Regions from separate parts of the Mus musculus genome. Here region 1 is linked to region 2. The links are chromatin contacts, called in public Micro-C maps. All regions are on one chromosome and are shown on one strand. The core of a region is the stretch at or near the end of the contact, and the rest is flanking DNA. Distances in the headings are between cores, read along the strand shown. Region 1 has its middle 74 kb from the start of Gm10610. Region 2 has its middle 78 kb from the start of A530021J07Rik.

Region 1 (6,052 bases), core at 1,469-3,968, 250 kb after region 2:
ATAAATATATACTGTTAGTTTCCAGAGATTTTGTTTGTAGGTTTTCTTTTATTAAAAACCGGTCTTCTCTGTCTTCTTAAAGAGAGATTTTCCATGTAGTCCTCTTAAATACAGGTCAGTACTATTCTGCACATTGGCTCTCCCCTCCCTGAGCACTTTAGGTAAATGGAGATTGAGGCCATTCAAAGACAAGAATAGAATGACTAAGGATTGGGGACTATAGTGCCAGGTCAGCCAAGGGTAGGCAATAACCAGTCTTTAGTGTGGGACATGCAAGAAGCCCAAACCTGGGTCATGCGCAACACAGTCCTGCGCCACTCTGCAGACTTCTAGAAAGTCCAGGGTGATGCTGCCTGCTGGCCTTCCATGGGGTTTACTCTTAGAACAGGCAGGCAATTCCCAGGGCCCTGCATCTCCAGCACAGAAAAGCCACTGAAGGATTTGTAGTTTGGTAGTGTAGGGTCAGGCTAGAGCCCATGTGAGTAGAGAGAATAACACGGTAGGAAACAGCTGAGCTATCAGGAGCATAGCCTTTCCAGGACAGGGAAGAGTCTGCCACGCTCTAGACAGAACCTAGGACAGTAAGGCAAAAGCAGAGAAGACAGCAGTAGCCATTGCTGAGGTACCTAACTATATAAGGCATGTGCCTGCATTGGCCACAGGAGGGGCGATATCATCAGAGAAACAGCATGATAGGTCTCTGTGCTCTCTAGAGTGAGGAGTAGCTGAGGATGAAGGAGAAAGCCAAGGGTAAATAGAGTCACTAACTGGACATTTGGGAATACAAGTCCCCTATACACTGTCAACATCTCTATTAGGCAGGTTAGGCACAGAGCTTAGGACCTGAGATATATTTAAATATATATATATATATATATATATATATATATATATACATAATTTATATATATATATATATATATACACATAATTTTACTTCAGAAGAATGAAAAAATATGCTTCTGATATTGGTTCTTAGATAATGACCTTTACCTTTACATTGGAGTAATTTTTAATACTGAATTTTAAAAGAAACCTTATGAAAGCAAGTGCCTAGACTCACAAAATCCATAATGCGGTTGCTGCTGTCCTCACTCTGCCAGCCTGTAAAATGGGTTCAATAAAGAGTCCCCCCAGCCCATCCATATCCATGACAACCCACAGGCACCACTTTCCTGTCCCTGGCACTGCACACATTGCATCACTGCTGATTGTTTTACTCTGGGTGGGAAGCAGCCAGACATCTCCATCTCACAGAAGTTGCTGCAGATCTGCCATGTGCCTCGACTAGCACTGTTCTCAAAGAATAGTTTTCTGTGGTTCCCAAATGTATATGTCCATCAAGATGTATCTGAGAACCTCAAAGCAGATCTCCTGAACTTGTGTAATGTGTGTGTGTGTGTGTGTGTGTGTGTGTGTGTGTGTGTGTGTGTATGTGTGTGTGCATATGTGTGTGTTGGCTTCATTCAGGAGGCTCTGGCAGGAGAGGGTAAGAGGAACACTATGAGTTGAGTCTGGGAATTGACCTTGGTCCTTCCCATGCCAGAGTTTGGCAGCGGTTGTTCGTCTGTTTAATGTCTTTCCTAAAGCTCTCACTTTCTTCATGTTCTGTGGGGGAAGCTTCCAGATGGCTGACAACCAAAGGCAACTTGCCATTGCCTTATAAGTTTCATTACCCACCCCTAGATTTGTAAATATACCTTTCATCCAACCCTCTTCACTGCCTCCTCTGAACAGAACCATCCCGCTGGGGTGGGGCTTGGGGGAGGGATGGCTCTTTCCCCATGATCTGTAAACTTCTGGAAGGTAATCCTGCAGTGTAGATGTGGTCACCTTCAGGATCTGCAAACATAAATGCAGTCCCACTGCACGGACTGATTACAGCTCATTCTTTGAGCTTTCAAGGACTGAGCACTTATGCTTTGCTGTCGTATAGTACTGTTGTTGCTTTGTCCTACGGCCAAAGCAGGAGGTTAGTGTTCTCAGCATTAGTCTAGTGAAAGAAACAAATGCACACAGCCAGAGGGTGGTAACTCACTTCAGGTAAGAGGTATAGCCAGAAGCCATCACACTGATTGCCCTCACAGGCCCCGCCTTCCTGGCGAACCTCTCAACACCCAGGCAGAAGGCAGCTGTCATATCTGGCACCTAGATTTGCTTTTCACAGGTTGGCAAGCTGTGGCTACTGGATTATAGACTTCTCAAGTGCAGCCTAGCCTTGCTCCAGTTTCTGGAAAGAGATTTATTGAAATATTTTTTCCCTTGTGATTGATGGGCTTAAAATCCTCACCATGAATCTGGGGGTTGCGGCTCACTTCTTGCCGTTTCTGAGGCAGTGCTGTGGATTGTAATATGCAGCTAGCTACAATAGAGCGGGTGTTTTCCAGGAACAATGCCTGCTTCTATTTAAGTTTTATGGGGGTCCCCACTTAAATTTTCCCCACTTAAAAAGTCCATATATAGCTTTTCTGGTCTAGGCTTTCCCAGAGACACCCAAGGGACACTGAGCCACATCATCCACTCCATAGTAGAAAGGGCAGAAGGAAATGGCACACTTCTGCTTTAACCGTTTGCTGGCAGATGTTTGTGTGAGAAGGCATACCTGCAAGCAATTATATCCCATTCCTGGGATGGCTTACAGACATAGATATGGGAATGGAATAGGATCTAGAGTTTGGCCGGATGTCTCCCTTTTGTATATAATTTAACTCTCTCTGAACCCTGCTTTATTCCCTTGGAATGTGAGATTATGGTTTTGGCTGAAAGGAACAACACAAGACGAGTGCAGGGTAACAGAAGACAGCTCACTACCCAGATGTTAGCCATCTTCTCAGGACATTCTGGGTCATGTGATTTGCTATCTTTTGGTGTGGCTGGGAAGCTCACTCATCTTGAATCTTTTATATTATATGAGTCACGTGGAATTGGTCCCTTGTGCATGGTCCTGTGTCCCCCACAGATTCCATCCACGTGAAGACAGACCTGAAGAGGAAGACAGAACCGTCTTTCAGGCCAGTCCTCTACAGATTGAGGGATAGGTGAAGGACACAGATCTGAGAAGTGGCCAGGCAGGCTTGGAATCTGGCAGTGGGTTTGAGACTCTACCCTTCCCATCTGTATGGACAGGGTGGGTCCACTAATTTACAGAATCCTGTGATTATATGCTGCATTCGTTAGAGACTATCAGGGCAGTAATCCAGTGTGGGCAGGAGCTTTTCCTCAGTATCAGACCCTGCACACGCATGGCCTTGGTAAGATCTTGAGATGCTGAATCAGCTGCTCTGGAACTTACATCTTTCAACTTGGTTTGCTTGCTTGCTTGCTTGCTTGCTTGCTTCCTTGCTTGCCTGCTTGCCTGCTTGCTTGTAATAGGTTTCATAGAGCCCATGCTAGCTTTGAACTGACTGTGCAGCCACACACAACACGGAAGCCCTGATCCTCCAGTCTCTACCTCCAAAGTGCTAATATGACAGCTCTTTCTTCCATCTTTAAGATGAAGGCCAGTTGCCAACTGGCAGACTGTGCTAGCAGAGGCTTCTGTGCATCTGGTAGCAAAGCGCAGGCTTTGCACACACTGGGCTCCATGGGATTACTATGAATGAGGTGGCTCACTCCCTTCATAACATCAGTGTCTGCCTGACTCTGAACAGCATTGCTCCGTTGTAGGTTTGTTCTTGAGTGATTCATTCCTACAAGCAAAAGACCCTTGGGAAGGTAAAATCTTGATCCAGATGGAGTGCCATTGGGATAACTACTGTCAGCAAATCTTGATAATCGTTTAACTATCATAGTTGACTCTTAATTTAGCAACAACAGAAAAAAAAATTTTTTTTAATTGAGTTATATATAAGTAGACTTCTGTTTGGATTACATTCTCTTAAAAATTTTTAATTACATTTTATTAGTGGTGTGTGTGTGTGTGTGTGTGTGCACATGAGTGGATGCTCCCCAAGAGACAACAGATTCCCATGTGTTGGAGTTATAAGCACTTGTAAACCTAACAATGTTGGTAGTAGAGACAGGAACTTGGAACAGTCAGTCCTCTGGAAGACCACTGCGTGCTCTTGACTGCTAAGCATCTCTCCAGCCCACCTTGTAATTTATTATTGGAGCCTTGCAGGTTATTATATGGTTAAAATCTCAGCTGTACATTTCTTAGAGGAAAAATACTCCAGGGCTCAGGGAAAGCTGCCAACCCCTGATGTTGCAGCCTTCGTATTTGGAGTGCTGAAAGAGATCCTCACACGCCCCGCCATCAAGAAAGGTTAAATTGTCAAACAAACCTCAGAAGCCTGCATTCGATTTTGTTGCTCAGCTACATAAGTGCTCGGAGCCTTAATAAAGGTATTTAACTCCGGCTTTTTCTGCCCTTATACAGGCTTCCCCATTGAGAACAGGGAGAAAGTTTTAATGTGCAAACACAAGGCAGGCTGAGCCAGTCAGTGGCTGCAAGGTTCCTGGCAGATGTCCATTGTTGTTAGAATTGATGGAGCACAGAGCTACACCGCAACCCACTGCAGGGAGTCTGTCACTGGGACTTCAGCCCAAAGCCTGGCACAGGCTCCCACCTCCAATCACTTGACCACTGGCTCTTTCATCTACAAACTGGTCCCTTAGCCAAACCATCCTTCATCCTGCCAACCTTAAGTGAAGGTCTTCAAAGTATCTCCCCCTCCCACCAGAGGCATATTTTCCTCCTTCACATCCTCCCTTTATCCAAAGAGCCACCAGCCTGGCCAGTCTTTCATCCTGTGGCCAAACCAATGGATGGCAGGGTGATTTTTTTAAGGTCTCTGTTAACACATGTAAATACACTATGAAATTCAGTGAAAGCATTAGAAACAACAGAATAGTTTTAACATCTGGATTATTTTGTTATTGTTATTGTTATTCTTTCTGAAACAAGGTCTCACTATATAGCCGAGGCTGATCTCGAACTGGTGATCACCCTGCCTTAGCATTCAGAGTGCTAGGATTACAAACATTCACCAACACACCCTGCTCAGACATTAGTGTTCTTGTCATAATGATGATAGTCTGTTTTACTTAAGTAACACACCCTTTCTTTAGGATGTGTAGATCTGCGAGGATACTCAGCAACCTTGCTATTGTAATGAAACTCTACTTCCTAAGAGGGGTTATGATAGTTATGGACCCATGGCATATCTCTGTCTCATGCAGGTGATAACTTCTGCTCTGCTATGAAATGTATGACCCCATGCTAAACATATTCTAGAAGTGAAGCTTGGAGCCTGTTACCACCCTTCTCCTAAACCCATCCCCACCCCGTCACCAACCTTTTCCCCTTATCCACCTTCACTTAAAGAATTCCATACCTAGTAAGAATAAAGTCCCTCTGGCAATCTCAGCATCTACCGTTTGTCCTCCTTAGGGCCAAGCTCTTTGTAAGACCAAAGGTGTACCAGAAAATGGTGTGCATATCAGCACTCATGGGCCCTCCTTGGACATAAGGGATTTTTGTTCTTAAAGTGCTGCAAGCACATGCATTGCTGAAACTTTACACAACTATAAAGTTGAGGTCGCACCTTCTCCCCAAGGAGCAACTTCTAACTTCTCTCTAACACAAATCTGTACTTGCCAACTCTTTTCAAGTAGGGTCTTTGCAAGATTGCTTCTTGTGTGTCTTTCCCCCATACTTCTACTTCTCTGCAAAAGTCCTCTTGTTGTCAATCACTTCTTGAAAATCTCTCTGTGAGAGTCAATTTCTTCCACTTATGAGATACCTTGGGAAAGACATACTCTCTGAGGGACTCTGGGAAGAGTACAGTCTTTGAGGATGATCCCTTGACTCTCTTCTTTGGCAATTTTGCACAAGTGTGTGTGCATGCAGGCGTGGGTGCATTGTGCGTGTGTGTCCTTCCTGACCTCCTAGACACAGAAGTGGCTGACACTTGTTCTCCAAGGCTGATCCATCTCATTGTTCTCTGCAACTTGAATCTCCCCTAAAAATATTGCCTAGTGTTCCGGGAGTTTTAGCCTATCGTATCTCCTCCCCCTAAGCTGTCTAATCAACTCAGAGAAATGCTGTATG
Region 2 (6,591 bases), core at 2,622-5,121:
ATCCTGCGTATCAGATATTTATATTATGATTCATAACAGTATCAAACTTGTGGTTATGAAGTAGCAACAGAAATAATTTTATGATTGGGGGGGGTCACTACAACATAAGGTGCTATATTAAAGGGTCACAGCATTAGGAAGGTTGAGAACCACTGGCTATGACAAACTGTTTCCTTCCCCAAGTTTTCTTTGGTCAGTGTTTTATTACAGTGACAGAATGCAGGCAAATGAGACCCAAGGTATTTGGGCTGATTAGTTTTCTTGAGGCAGAAGCCACAATGTTACACATACTCTTTTCTCAACCTGCTGCAGTTCTGATGAGTGTCTTCCAAATGTCCATATGTCAAGGTTTAGATTAGACCCCAGGGTAGCAATTAGGAAGTGCTATGGGTTTTCAAGAGTGGAGTCTAGTGGGAGTTCTTTAAGGCATTGATAGCCATACCCTTGAGTGTGATTCTGAGATGCACTATCCTCTCTCTCTCTGCTCCATTTGAAGATGACTGTGTTGCTTGGCAACCTCCCACCATCACTACCTGGTCCCTTCACCACACCTGTGCCAACACAGGCACCGTGGTTTAGAACCTTCAAAGCTGCGAGCTAAACACGCCTTTAGTTTCAATTGTTTAATTTTCTTCTCAAATATGGCGATGTGCTCTTGTAATAGCAGCATTTTGGAGGCAACAAGAGTGTCACACGTTCATGATCTGACTGGGCAACAATGAGGCTCTGTCTCCGATGAAAGAAAATGGCCTAAAGGTGTAGCCCCAAATCATAGTGTTTGTTTACCATGTTCAAGGCCCTGGGCTCCATCCCTAATTATCATAAAAAATGATAGCTTATTATTTTTCAGATGTTCCCTTGCAGTACACTGGGGCTGATTGACAGCATAGCCTAGGGTGAGGCAGACTAACATAACATTTCAGGCACACAGTTTCTAAGATCCTCACTGCAATGCAAGAGATGAAAGTTCTCATTTATAAAGGCATGGGCTCCCACGGCCATATCCTGTGGCATCCAAGGTCTAAGTGCAGTGCAAGAAGGGACACACATTCATAGTGTTGTTTAACTTAGCACATACAAGGAGACATTTTGCTTGCAGACTTAGGATTCAGCAGTTCCTAATGTCTTCACTACTAAACAAAATATCTCATTGCTGACTCCAATTCATATAAATTGACATCTATTTAATAATTGCAAAATAGTCTACTGTGATGATTAATTTTCAATGCCAACTTGACTGAATTTGGAATAACAATGAGACGTAACTCTGAATTATCTGTTAACATGTCTCCAGCTGGGTTTAGCTAGGGAGAGAACCCATCTTGAATGTGGGTGTGATCATGCTAAAGCTTGAGACCCAAACTGGATAAAAGGAGGGAGGTATCCAAGTGAACACTGATTCCTGTCTTTCTGCTTCTATGACTATGTTGATAATATGACCAGAGCTTCATAGACTCCTGCACCCATGGCTTCCCTGCCATGATAAGCTATATCTCCTTAAACATGAGGTAAGAAAAAGCATTTCTTTTTTTTTCTTAGACTTTTTTATTATTTAATGCATTTTATACATCAAACATATTAAATAATATTGAATATTTTGAGAATCAAGTAATACATAAAATTTTGTTCAACTTTTCGATTCATATCCTTTCATACCCTAAAAATATCATTAATGAACATTTAATACTATCCATAACTGAGGATCCTAAATCTAATGTTGAATACTAAATTGTTTCAAAACATACAAAATATTCTTTGGGAATTAAGCATAGTAAAAAAAGCATAGAATATTAAAAATGAATCATTAAGAAATATATTCACTAGCCCTTTTATTATACCATCTGACATAGTGAGAGAGTATTTAAAATGCATTCTATATCTATGTACATTGTCTAACTCTAAGTTGACTTAAAAAAGAATATCAGTGTTTCTAGAAAAGAAATTATTTTATCAGTAAGTATATTTTAAAAATTTCAAAATAGCAAAAACTCTTAGAAGCTAAACATTAAAAAATGCTAACTTCAAGCACAGTGAGAAAAGTTATCAATTTTTAATTATAATTATAATAATTCCATGATATTTGTAGAACATGATTTCAATATTTTCAACTGTTAATTTTCAACAAACAGAATAATTATTTTAAGATATATTTCATTGTTATGTCTCCATTTTCATTTCTGATTTTATTAATTTGGAGACTGTCTCTGTGCCCTCTGCCTCGTCTGGCTACCTGCCCTCGGTATATCTGACTGGAGTTTGTCCTTCCTGTGATCCTGGTTGTGTCCGACCTCCTCAGAATCCAGCTCTCTCTGTGGTCCTGTGATCCTGGTGTGGCCAAGCTCCTGGGATCCCGGGATCCTGGGATCCTGTGTGTGTTAAATAAACCTGGGAGTGGAGCTTCTTCTGGGTGTCGTGGGACTGGCTGCCGAGTTAGCTCGAAAGGTCTGCTCAGGGCACAGTCCCAGACTGGAAGGAACTTGTGCCACTGGCCAGGCGGAGTTCCTGAGTGCCCTGACCCTATGATCCTGGGTGTGTCAGGGCACCTGGGGGTGAAGCTTCCTCTGGGTGTTGTGGGATTAGCTGTGGAGCTAGCACCCCAGAATGAAAAGATTTCTTAAGATGCTTTGTGAGGCATTTTGTTACAGCAACTGGAAAAGTAACTGGTCCACACAACTTAAGAACATATCAATATATAGGCAACATATATTAAAAAAAACTGGACATACAATTCTTTCCCCCAAATTTTCCTTAATACAGAGAATGAGAATTTTTTTGATAGCTTAATGCACATATTCAAATATTTCTTTAGGATAGGGTCCCCTGAGGAATTGTGGGCCTAACAGTGTACGCACACTTCAAATGTTGCCAAATAACTGCCAAATGTTCCTTGGTAAAGATGCCAGCAGTATACACATCACAACCCTCTGAAAGGCCATTTCCCCTGTATGCTTCACTGTGCTGGGCCGTGTCAATCACTAGTGTTTCAGCATGGGTGAGAGATGAAGTCAGCAAGCTGATGTCATCATCTTCAGCCTTCCTTTTCCAATTTTTCCACTGGATAATGAACTCTCCACTTCTCCTTTCTCCTACCCCTACTTGAAAACATCTTATGTTTCTATGTGTCAATTTCAATTCAAGTTATGTTTTTTTTTTTTAATCAGATTTCCTCATTCTGAGTCATTCTTAAATCCTGAAGGATAAAGTTTGGTTGCAATAGTCTTTTTATTTGTTAATGGGCTGTATCAGACAAACTTTTATTTAGAATGTGTAAGAATAAATTAAGTGCCTTATAACTTCTGAAATTGCTTTGTCTAGTTTTGTTATAAGGTTTTGTGAGGTCAATAAAATAAAGCAAAGGATTGTTTTGTTTTGTTTTTTCCTCTTCTGTTCTTTAAAACACTATACAATGTGAAAAATGTCTGTTCTTAGGGCAATTTTGTAGAACTTCCTGATTAAATTTTATTACCTATGTGCCTTTAGGAATAAGCATCTAAAATAAGGACAAAGTTTTTATCCATCCAGTATGGAAAAAGAAAGTAAAAACTATAAAATTAAATGAACAATTTGACATCATCCAGACATGTTCACATGTTACATACATGGGACTATGATCCATCAACACATATCATAGAATATCCTTCTGGCATAATTCAGTGTAAGAAGTTGGAGAAGAAACTTCCTAAAATCCCTCCTGAGTGTAAGAATACAAAGACCAAGAGGAAAGTATCTCAACTGGGCTGACCACAAAGCCTGGTGATATTAGTTTTTGCAGTTGCAAAGATGTCAAGAAGTTCTGTTCAGCTGGGTTAGACAGCTTAGCTTCTTGGGCTTCAAGTATGGTTTTAAGGCACAGCAGCTTGCCCTCATCATACAAAACTCATCTTTCCAGAGGATTAGCAAGCTGAGGTATCAGTTTACTTTGCAAATATGCAAAGAGTTTAACAAGCGATCTGGTTCAATAAAAGTCGAATTTCTTTTCCCAGACCTATCATATTTTTTTTCCATTTCATCTAAATGTATTTACTTCTTGGTAGGAGAGCTAGTAGATAGTGCCTGTATTTAACGGAGTGGCTGGAAATGAGTGCCAGCTGTATGAACTTCAACTGCAATCAGAATCCCATGGACTCAGGCAAGGCTGGATGTAAAATAAAATAAAATAATGTTTGTAATGGCATAGCAAAGTCAGTTTGCCAAACCTCATCCTTGGAGAAGGTTAGAGTTTTCTGTCAGCTTCCATATGTATCTGGAACTCTTTCTTTCGCATTTGGCAATCTAGAGTCTCTATGTGGAGAGGTGGGTAAGTATGTCAAACCCAGGAGCTTCAGACACAAAGGATAAAGGGAACAAGTGCCACACTGGCTTCAGCAGTTCTCATTACGTCAGACGTAGAGCACAAACTTATTTCATTTCCTTTCACAGATCATTCCACACATTTTTTTTTTTCATGTTTGGGCACAAATCACTGGTTCTTGTGCACAGTCAGCTCTGTGTTTCACTTTAACCCAATGACTTGGAGAACTGTTGCTTTGAAGATGGTTGGGTTAAAATCAGCAGGAGCAGACTGGGGTTCCATGATGCCAAACATCTGGTTAGTGTGTGTTTCAGATGGATTTCATAGAGTTAAGTGTTTGCTAGCCTGTGATTGGAATCCCATGTGTAGGCTGTGGACTTCCACTGGAAACGACAAACCTAATATCTAGTATAGCATGGGTAAGAGACACAGAAGCTAGGGTTGGCAACAGAATAAAATTTTACATAACACGTACACCAAAGATTTCTGAGACATGTTTTAGTTTCTTTCCCCCCTTCTATTTTATTTCTGCTTTGTATCTTTTATTCAATTCCCTTTCATTTTCCTGCCTGCAACACAGTTATTGATGCTGAAGTTGAAGCATCTCTTTTTGAACTAGGAAGTAACAAGCTGAAAGTGTAAACGTTACATCTTAAAGTTGATGGATTGTGAAGAGATGATGCCCGAGAAACTGATTGTCTATACAGGACTAGTTATGCCAGCTTAGTTGACTACAGAATCCAGACTAGACATAGGCAGTTTTGCTTATTTATTAATTACTCAAGAGTATCCTCCCACTTTCCCTACTTTTGGGACAAAGTTGGTTCTTTCAGAGATGAAAACTGTCATCTGTATGTGCAGAGCCATTGGACAAACACAGTGAAGCTCTTTATACTTAGTGGAATGGTGGGATTCAGTCCTGGGGATAAAAGCCACGGGGATGCCAGAGACACTAGAGCATTGTCTCTTGTGATTTAACTGTTTTCTCTCCGAGAAGAGGAAACCCACACAAGGTCAATGTTGTCAAGTATGAGTTGGAGTGATGAATATATTAGTTTTCTTGTGACTAGGACAAATACCTGGTGGAAGCAGATATCTGGAGTTTATGTTGGGAATCATATGCAAAGGGGGTTTATATTGGCTCACAGTTTCATGGATTCCAGTAAATGATGGCAGGAAAGGTAAGTGTCAGGAAGTGGGGGTGCTGGTAACATCTAGGCAGGATAAAGAAGACCTTCAAAAAACAGCCCCCCTATTCCTTTTATCTAAGCTTTACAAACTCTCAGGTTTCAAACTGTGCCATCTGCTGGAGACAAGGCATTCAAACACATGAGCCTGTGGGGGACAATTTACTTTCAAACCAAGGAAGTCCACTTAGAATTCTGAGAGCAACAACCCCACCGAGTAGGATGTCAGTGTTGTGCAGGGGAGAAGGTGACCATTGTCCTCTGTTGCCAGTGCTGTATCCTTGACACTGGTGGTTTTGTTTTCTGCTTGTTTTCTGGTGCGGGCAGAGCACACTGGCCAATGCTGAGGAATATCATTCCTAAGGCAGAGATCTCCATATTTCCTTACTTGCTGGTGTAACGTAGGTAAGCATTCATGACCCCAGTCACTGTACTGATTGTGTGGTTGTATAACTTAAACACAACCTTTTCACAATTATCTCTATGTACGTGAACTTGTTTCTTGCTTCTTAAATGCTTTCTTCATTTGATAAAAAAATGACACAATAATTGTACATATTTATGAGGCAAAAGGTGATAATTTGATGCATTTGTACAATATATAATGATCAAATCATGATAATTAGCATTACTTCCTAGAGGTTTATTATTTCTGACTGCAGAAGTAACAGAAAGCCTTGCAATCCAGCAGACCTTCTAGCGAGTGTACTTCCTCATCTAACTATTCCCCCAAATACTGCAAAGTCAATTATTCACTGCAGGTGTGAGCTCTCTCCTCCTTCATTCTACATCACTCCCTCTTGGCTGGCTGTTGTCTCTTTCCATACAGAGATGGGGAGAAAAATGAAGCAACTTAATAAGTCAAGTCTAGGATTGGGTGGAGTCTAGGGTTGGGTGAGGATTTACAGGAAGTATTATTAGTAAATAGCTGTGATTCATAGTCTTCTGCACCCCTCTGCTCCTCCATTTCCATGGAGAATTAAAAGTTGTTTACAAAAAACAAATTTGAAGAGCAGGAGGAATGTTGACAGGGTTAGTCATGGGTGTGTTTAAACCATGTGGCTTTAATAGACCTACAGTGACACAAGTCTCCAAATACTTTATCATACGAGA

Evidence for each region. A called contact is a pair of places that touch in the nucleus more often than the background predicts.
Region 1: a contact with region 2 is called in a Micro-C map of palatal mesenchyme, with 1.5 times the contacts expected there. The contact joins two enhancer-like sites. A contact is called at or near these places in 4 of 484 Hi-C or Micro-C datasets (cerebellar granule neurons, embryonic somatosensory cortex, palatal mesenchyme and 1 more), 1 of 115 datasets of contacts at active chromatin or transcription factors (fibro-adipogenic progenitors) and 1 of 9 other capture datasets (embryonic stem cells).

What each region holds. Positions count from the first base shown.
Region 1 is chr7:83,473,528-83,479,579 of GRCm38.p6, forward strand. No RefSeq gene overlaps it. Among named protein-coding and RNA genes, the nearest start is that of Gm10610, 74 kb to the right of the region's middle. Within about 2 kb of position 2,719, at least 25 of the 459 cell types and tissues checked have an H3K27ac peak or open chromatin away from gene starts, as enhancers often do. A contact at or near this core is called in palatal mesenchyme, where this site is marked.
Region 2 is chr7:83,223,405-83,229,995 of GRCm38.p6, forward strand. No RefSeq gene overlaps it. Among named protein-coding and RNA genes, the nearest start is that of A530021J07Rik, 78 kb to the left of the region's middle. Within about 2 kb of position 3,872, at least 8 of the 459 cell types and tissues checked have an H3K27ac peak or open chromatin away from gene starts, as enhancers often do. A contact at or near this core is called in palatal mesenchyme, where this site is marked.